Linked DNA regions of Anser cygnoides: region 1 is linked to region 2. Evidence: chromatin contacts called from public Hi-C data. All regions are on one chromosome and are shown on one strand. The core of a region is the stretch at or near the end of the contact, and the rest is flanking DNA. Distances in the headings are between cores, read along the strand shown.

Region 1 (3,542 bases), core at 284-2,783, 55 kb after region 2:
CGTCTATTAAGGCAGTGCCAGAAATAAGAACAACAGATGAATTTCAGATGTTAAAAATACCATTTAATTAATGAAACATAAATCATACCAAAAAGTTAAGTCACTTTTAGTCAATACATTTGCATTTATTTTAGAATATACTCTACATCTGAGTAAAAAAGTTTTAAATAGGCTTCAGTACATGTACAACCGTGGAACCCTTCATCCTCCCAGTGAACTGGGGTGTTTGCGAGTCCACCAGGTCCCGTCCTGGGTAAGACGAGCAATTTTAAGCCGGTCTCGTTATTTTCATCGGCTTGTCTTTAGCCTCAGACCGGCCAGCTACGCAAACCGCTCATACACCACGTACAAACTCACCCTCCCTGCCCGGAGAGGCACAGCGCGCCCCACACCATACAAAAAAAAAAAAAAAATTAATAAACTAGTATCGATTAATTTACACCTCTCTCTCTCTGTTTGTGCGTTGGTAAAAACGACTGCAGTCCCGGGAACACGCGGGGAGACCCCACCCCCGTTATGAAAGTAGTGCAAAACAAGGGGGGGGGCCCTGCGGAGGGAACCCCGCTCCCTCCGCCGCCCCCCGTCCCGTCCCGTCCCGTCCCCCCCGTCCCCCGCCCCGCGCTCCCACCCTCACTGCCCCCAGCTGCCGAAGCCGATCTCCTGCTTGTATCGGTTGGTGAGCACGTTGGCCTTGCGGGTGAGCTTGGAGAGCACCGTGTGCAGGCCGCTGAGGTGGTAGTGGAACTGCTGCTCCAGGTCCTCCTCCGCCTCGCCCTCCTCGGCCGGCCCGCCGCCCAGCTTGTCCTTCTTGCGGGCGGCCTCGTCGGCGGCCGGCGGCTGCTGCACCACGCCCCACTCGATGTCGTTGCGGATGGACTTGAGCAGCACGTAGTGGCTGTACATGTCCCGCCGGGAGAAGTAGGCGCCGGGGCTGCCGGTCGGCAGCGCGGCCTCCCGCTCCGGGCAGACGGCGCCCGCCGCGTCCAGCTCCTCCAGCAGCAGCGGCACGTCGCGCAGCAGGCTGGGCACCATCACCGTCTGGTCCATGTTGTTGACGGCGCCGATGAAGCGGTTCATGGCGTTGAACAGGGAGTACTTCTGGCTGTACGAGTCGCAGATCTGCATCATGACGGCGGGGCCGACCTCCTCCTCTTCCTCCTCCTCCTCGCTAGGCGCACCGGCTGCCCTCCGCCGTGCCTCGGCTCCTGCTTTCCCGTGGGGAAGCCCTGCGGGGAGGCGGGGGTTAGGGCTCGTGCTGCACCGAGGCTTTTCCACGCTCCCACCCCGCAGCCGCCTCCATCCTCCCCCCTCCGCCCGAAAAGCCAGGAAAAAGCCCCCAAAATAACACAACAACAACAAAAGGCACCCACGGGCCGCTGGCACCCACCGTGTCCCGCAGCCGCTCCCCGCCGCCGTCAGCCCGCCGCCGCCCGTGTCCCCGCTCCCATCCCCGGCGCCCTATTTATAAGCGCCTATCTCCCGACGAGGTGTTCCCCAGTGCCACCCCCCCGCGCCGCCGGGCCAGATAAAGGCGGCGGGCGGCGGCCCGCGGCTCGGCGGCGGCTCCGCCTCTCGCCCCACGCCGGGGGAGGGAGGCAGGGAGGGAGGCGGGGAGGGAGGGAGCGAGGCCGCGGCCGCGGGGACGGCGCCGCCTCAGGCGCCCGCCCGCCTCCGCCAGGGGGCCGCCGCTGACTGACGGGGCCACGCGGGCCCCGCGTGCAGCCCGCCTTCCCGCCGCCCGCCCATTGGCTGCCGGCCGCGCGGCGGGCGTGACGCGGCGGCCGCGCGCGCACGGCCCCGCGTGCACGGCCGGCCCGGCCCCGCGCGCGCGCGCGGCCCCCCGCGGCGCGGAGCCGCCTGGCAGCGGCCGCCGGCCGGCATCACCCCACGGCCTCACCTCCGCGCCCAGCCAATCGGCGGCCCGGCTCCGCGGGACCCCCAGCCAATCGGAGAGCGGGCGGGGGGGGGGGCGGCCAATCAGAAAGAGCAGCCCCCCCGCCGCGTCCCTAGTAACAGGAGGCCTCGCGGGAGCGGCCGCCGCGGGTCACGTGGGGGGAGCGCGTTGCCGTGGCGACGGGGCAGCCGCGGGGAGGGGCGGGGCCGGCGGGCGGCGCGCGGGGGAGCGGCTAACGGCCGGCGGGCAGCCGTTAGGGGGGTGCTGCCTCAGGAGCCCCTCAGGCGCAGTGCTGGCACGGGTCGGCCGGCTGTCGTTTTTTTTTTTTTATTATTATTACTTTTTATTTTTATTTTTAACTTCCTTATGTCCCGATCAGCTTTGATGTGCGGCGTTAAATCTCTCTCATTTAATTAAAAGGCTTCTTAATGTGCCTTGCGAGTCCGTGTGCTTGTTGTTAAACCCGCCAATAACATTATAATGTGTGTCGCTGATAGGGTCCCATGGCTCTCTGACTGAGCGAGCCCAAGAAACGTGTATCTCTAACCCCAGAGTCACGCCGGGGCCCAAAGCTTTGTATGCAAGTAGCACTTCCCTAACGTATTTCTTTATCTGTGTCTGTTACTGAGCCGCTTCTGGTATCGGCAAGTCAAGTCCTCCATAAATCAGCCCTCCGTAAGTCATAATTAGAAGCGCTGAGGCAGGTGGGTGCTGGAGAAGCAGGGCTGGTGGTGGCCGGCGGCAGCGCCCGGCCGCTTTCCGGAAGGGCTGGCAGTTGTGGCAGCACCGTGCGCAGGGCCTGCCGATGCCAAAACTCGCTCTTCGGCAGCGACCGGGCAACAAACCACCTTTGTCTGCGGTGGTCCCAGCGTGTGTGCTGGCGCGGGGCCGGTGCTGTTGTTTAACACTTCTCTCTCACCCTTTCCCTTTCTGAGTCCAGTCGTACCAAGCTCTGAACCAAGGAAACCCGTCACCTCTCATCCAGAAGGAACGTATGTAATTTATCATTTTAATTGATGTCTCTCCATGAGTTTTGTATTATCAGCACTTGTAGCTTAACATGCTAATGAACGGGGTAAGTAGAAACCTAATACGTTAAAGGAATGCAGACCAATTTGTCTGAGTCCCGCTGAGATCTGAGGCATAACTTTTGCAAAGATTTACTCGCGTTCCCCCCGTCGTTCACGTGGCTGCCTCTTCCTCCTGTTTCTGCAGCTCCGCTGTGAAAGGAACGATCCTCCAACAGCAATGGGCACCTCCGGGAAGGAGCACGACGGCTCAGGAAGAGGACGTTTGGAGAAGGCAGTGGCGGTCGTAAATCCCCTCTCTTCCCAGCAAGCACACGGCTCCGAGCGAGGCTGTGGCATGGCAGGGAGCAGCAGCGTTCCCCCTGCGAGGTGCAGAGCCACGGCAGGCTGCAGACAGAGCCTTGCTGCGAACAGGATCGTGGCATGGTGGGAGGCAGCCCGGCGTGGGGCTGCCGGGAAGGCCCTCGGAGCCGCACGGCTCTGCAGCTTGCGCTCGGCGGCCTGCCAAGCCCCGGCTTCCTCAGCAGCATTCCTGGAAATCATCCCAAGTTCAGCTTCAGGCTGCTAGCCGGGGGCCTGGAGTCCCTCGCAAGCAGCGCTCAGCTACCACTAGCGGGTCA
Region 2 (3,123 bases), core at 542-3,041:
ATTTTTAGGCTGGATCCCGCCGCCGTGGGGCTGCCGGGAATGCCGTGGGTCTGCTGGGAACAACATGGGGCTGCCGGGAATGCCACAGCACCTGGCTCACCCCGGCCGGGCCGCATTCCCCGGGAAGGGCGAGCACAAACAAACCGGGCCAGCAGGCGCGGAGATGGGGGCAGCCTCCGTGGCAGGTGCCACCGGGATTCCTCAGGGCTTCCTCAGCTTCCACCGGCCTAAAAATGCCACGCTTGCGAGGTACGCTTAGGAATCCCCGAAGACTCTCCATTAAGTCGCTAATTGGCGCTAATTATTGTGATGATGATTTATGAGCACCGGTAATGTGCTCGGTGTTAAGAGACTGCAGAGCGGTGCCGGTCCCCAGCCGGAGGCTGTGGTGGCCAAGGGAGATACAAACATCACAAGAAGCATCTCCTGGAAAGGCAGCATCCCCTGGCACCGCAGAGAGCACCTCGTGGTGGGTGAAACCAGACCAGGGAGAGGGGAAACGGGTGTTTGGGTCACCCAGGTCCCCCCCCTCACCAGCACCATCAAGGGCTGTGCTTCTGCTCCAGCTGCTTGGAAAAGCTGTCGTCTCCACCACCTCGGGGTGTTTTCCCAGAAGAAGCAGAGGAGGGGAATGTCATGATTATTCGAGCAATATTAACAGCCTCTCCTCCACCCCCAAGCTCATCAGGGGAGACCCAAATGCACAGGCTCTGCCTGACAAGTGTAAGATTTGCATGATGCATGGGTTGTGCATTTTTTTGCATTTGCATTTTTTTCTGCCTGAAGACCTTTGCTTCGTTTTTCTCCCTGCAGAAAACAGTAATCTTTGCCATGGCTGGTTGCACTGCACTCTTCCCTTTCCCTCTTAGCCAAGATGTGGCTGTAGGCAGGTTCCCCAAGGTATTTTAAAGACAGTCTGGCTCTGCACAGCACTCAAGATCTAAGGAAGGGAAGAAGATGAAGAGAGACGCTTGCTTTTTTTTCTGGCAGGGCAGAGTGAGCCACAGGAAATGTCCCCCTTTTTAGGATACAAGAGGCTCTTCCCCTTCTTCTTTCGGTGGCAGAGTAGCACAGGTAGCTCTCTGCCCAGGGAAATGCAAAGGGAAAGCAGCTGCATGTAGGTCAGGGCCTCAGATTTTGGTACTCCTCAGCCAACAAGCACTTGCAAACCTCCACCTCCCTGTCTTTGGAGAGCCATTTCTTGTATAGCAAGTGTTGCCCCCCTCTTTCTCTGGTGAAAGAAATGGACTGAATCAGTAATGGCATCACCTACAGAGCCCTTTATTCAGTGCGCTATCAAAATCATTGTATGCATCTTTCTTCGCACAATTTTATTTCACGGCCTAAAACTAATAAAGGAGAGGGGGCTTAGAAATCCAGTTGAAAACAGCATGTTGTGTGGTAAATGAACGCTGTCTGGTAGCATTTGCAAATCTGCAGCAGGGCCTTGTGCATCAAGCTGCACAGGAAGAGGGCCTGGCTACAGAGGGAAGAATAGATTTTTCCTTGTCTCTCTTTTTTTTTTTGATTCAATCCGAAAGGATAAAAAAAAGGGGGCTGATAACGTGCAGTGAAAGCTAAACAAGATGTTTGAAATTCACTGCTAAGTCAGGCAAGGCATTGCTCAATGCTCAGGAACGGATGTGGTTAAAATCCACGGCTCTGAGCCCCGGCGAGGGGTGTTTCCCCACGCCAGGCCCTCCCGGGGCAGCTTTGTGTCGGGCTGTGCCTCACCTCCGCCTCCCGTGCACCGCGAGCACAAACCAGCAGGCTCGCGAGAGGAGCGCCGGCCAGGATTATTTTTAGCCTGAAAACATCCCTTTAAAGTCCATAGCTGACATCGATCTGCGGTGCGTCCGCGCCTGAGCAAAGTCTGATACGAAACGTGCTTTTAAAAGTCGCAGAGGGGTGAAGGCAAACACGGCCTGCAGCTCAGAGCTCGCACCGCCTGTTTGTCAGGGCAGCCCTCGGTGCCGCGAAAATGGATCGCTGCCCATCAGAAGTCATCCAGGAGGAAAGCTGGGCCCTGCTGGACAGCCCCTGGTTTTCGTATCTGTTGCCCAGGCATTACCACAACAGGCTGGAGCGAGGGATGCTTCGCATTGCCTCGCAGTGACAGAAAGGGGCCCTGCAGAGAACGCGTCACCTGCCACCAGGAAGGGCACGCAGGGTGGCACATCTGCGGTGTGGGACCAGCCCGGCAGAAAAAAAATAAATGATGAACTCACAGGCTGTGAGTAACTCAGCTTCTGCGTGCCCACTTTGACATGGTACTTGAGGAAACTTGGCTCTGGACTGCAAGATTTCGCAAGCCGCAGGGCTCCTCACTCAAAAGGCCCCGTTCAAACACCAAGGCTTTCACCAAACCGCCTCAATAACCTGAACAGAGGCTGTGCAGCACCTTTCTGAGGTACCTTCAGGACTTCTATGGAAAAGGCCCATCAGACACATCACGGGCACAACACACGCACATAAAATGGCCTTTCTCCTGCCTGTGCCCACGTGGCGGGGCGGCCCTGCCTCCCCTTGGGTGCAATGAGCGGGGCAGGAGGGAGGCAGGAAGCTCTGTCTTGACCCTTACGGGACAATTTGCTGCCTGAAACAGCGTGCTGAGACGCGACAAGCTTTGTTTGGAAATGGGTATATCCAGCCAGGGGTCCTCAGGGGCAATAATGCATCTGTTTGACTTCCTCCATGGATTAGCTGTGTGTAAATCACTTATCGGTGCTCCCGCTCCCCCTCCACAGCTCTCCCCGTGTGCTGTGCTTGCTAAAAAAACGCAGCCCGCCTCTCCATCAACCAGTGACTTGGGACACATTGCCTGGAGTCTGACCTCAAAGCAGGGTGGGATTTGAATGTGAAACCCGCCCAGTTTGATCTGGCAAGGACTGCCGTGCTGCACAGCTTGTACGTCTTTAGTAAAAAGGCATGCCTTCAAACCCATCCTTTTCAGAGGACTGTCTCAGCTGTCAGCTGCCGTCTTCCCAGAGAAAGATCTAAAATTAGAGAAAAGCTGCCCTCCACTGCTGGAGAACACTGCTGCTGTGACATATGAAAGCAGCAAAAAGCTTCAAATAAAGGTCTTCTGCTCAGGCTCACGTAACAAGCAAGAAAGGCTTTGGG

What was found. A called contact is a pair of places that touch in the nucleus more often than the background predicts.
Region 1: a contact with region 2 is called in a Hi-C map of fetal liver, with 2.0 times the contacts expected there. The contact joins the promoter of MID1IP1 here to the enhancer-like site in region 2. A contact is called at or near these places in 4 of 7 Hi-C or Micro-C datasets (fetal liver and liver).

What each region holds. Positions count from the first base shown.
Region 1 is chr1:121,103,553-121,107,094 of Taihu_goose_T2T_genome, forward strand. It overlaps MID1IP1 (MID1 interacting protein 1), which reads right to left and starts at 1,534. Exons shown (of 2, transcript XM_048052841.2): 1 at 1,388-1,534; 2 at 42-1,226. The coding sequence starts at 1,128. The coding sequence ends at 631.
Region 2 is chr1:121,048,635-121,051,757 of Taihu_goose_T2T_genome, forward strand. No RefSeq gene overlaps it. Among named protein-coding and RNA genes, the nearest start is that of MID1IP1, 55 kb to the right of the region's middle. Within about 2 kb of position 1,792, at least 1 of the 3 cell types and tissues checked has open chromatin away from gene starts, as enhancers often do. A contact at or near this core is called in fetal liver, where this site is marked.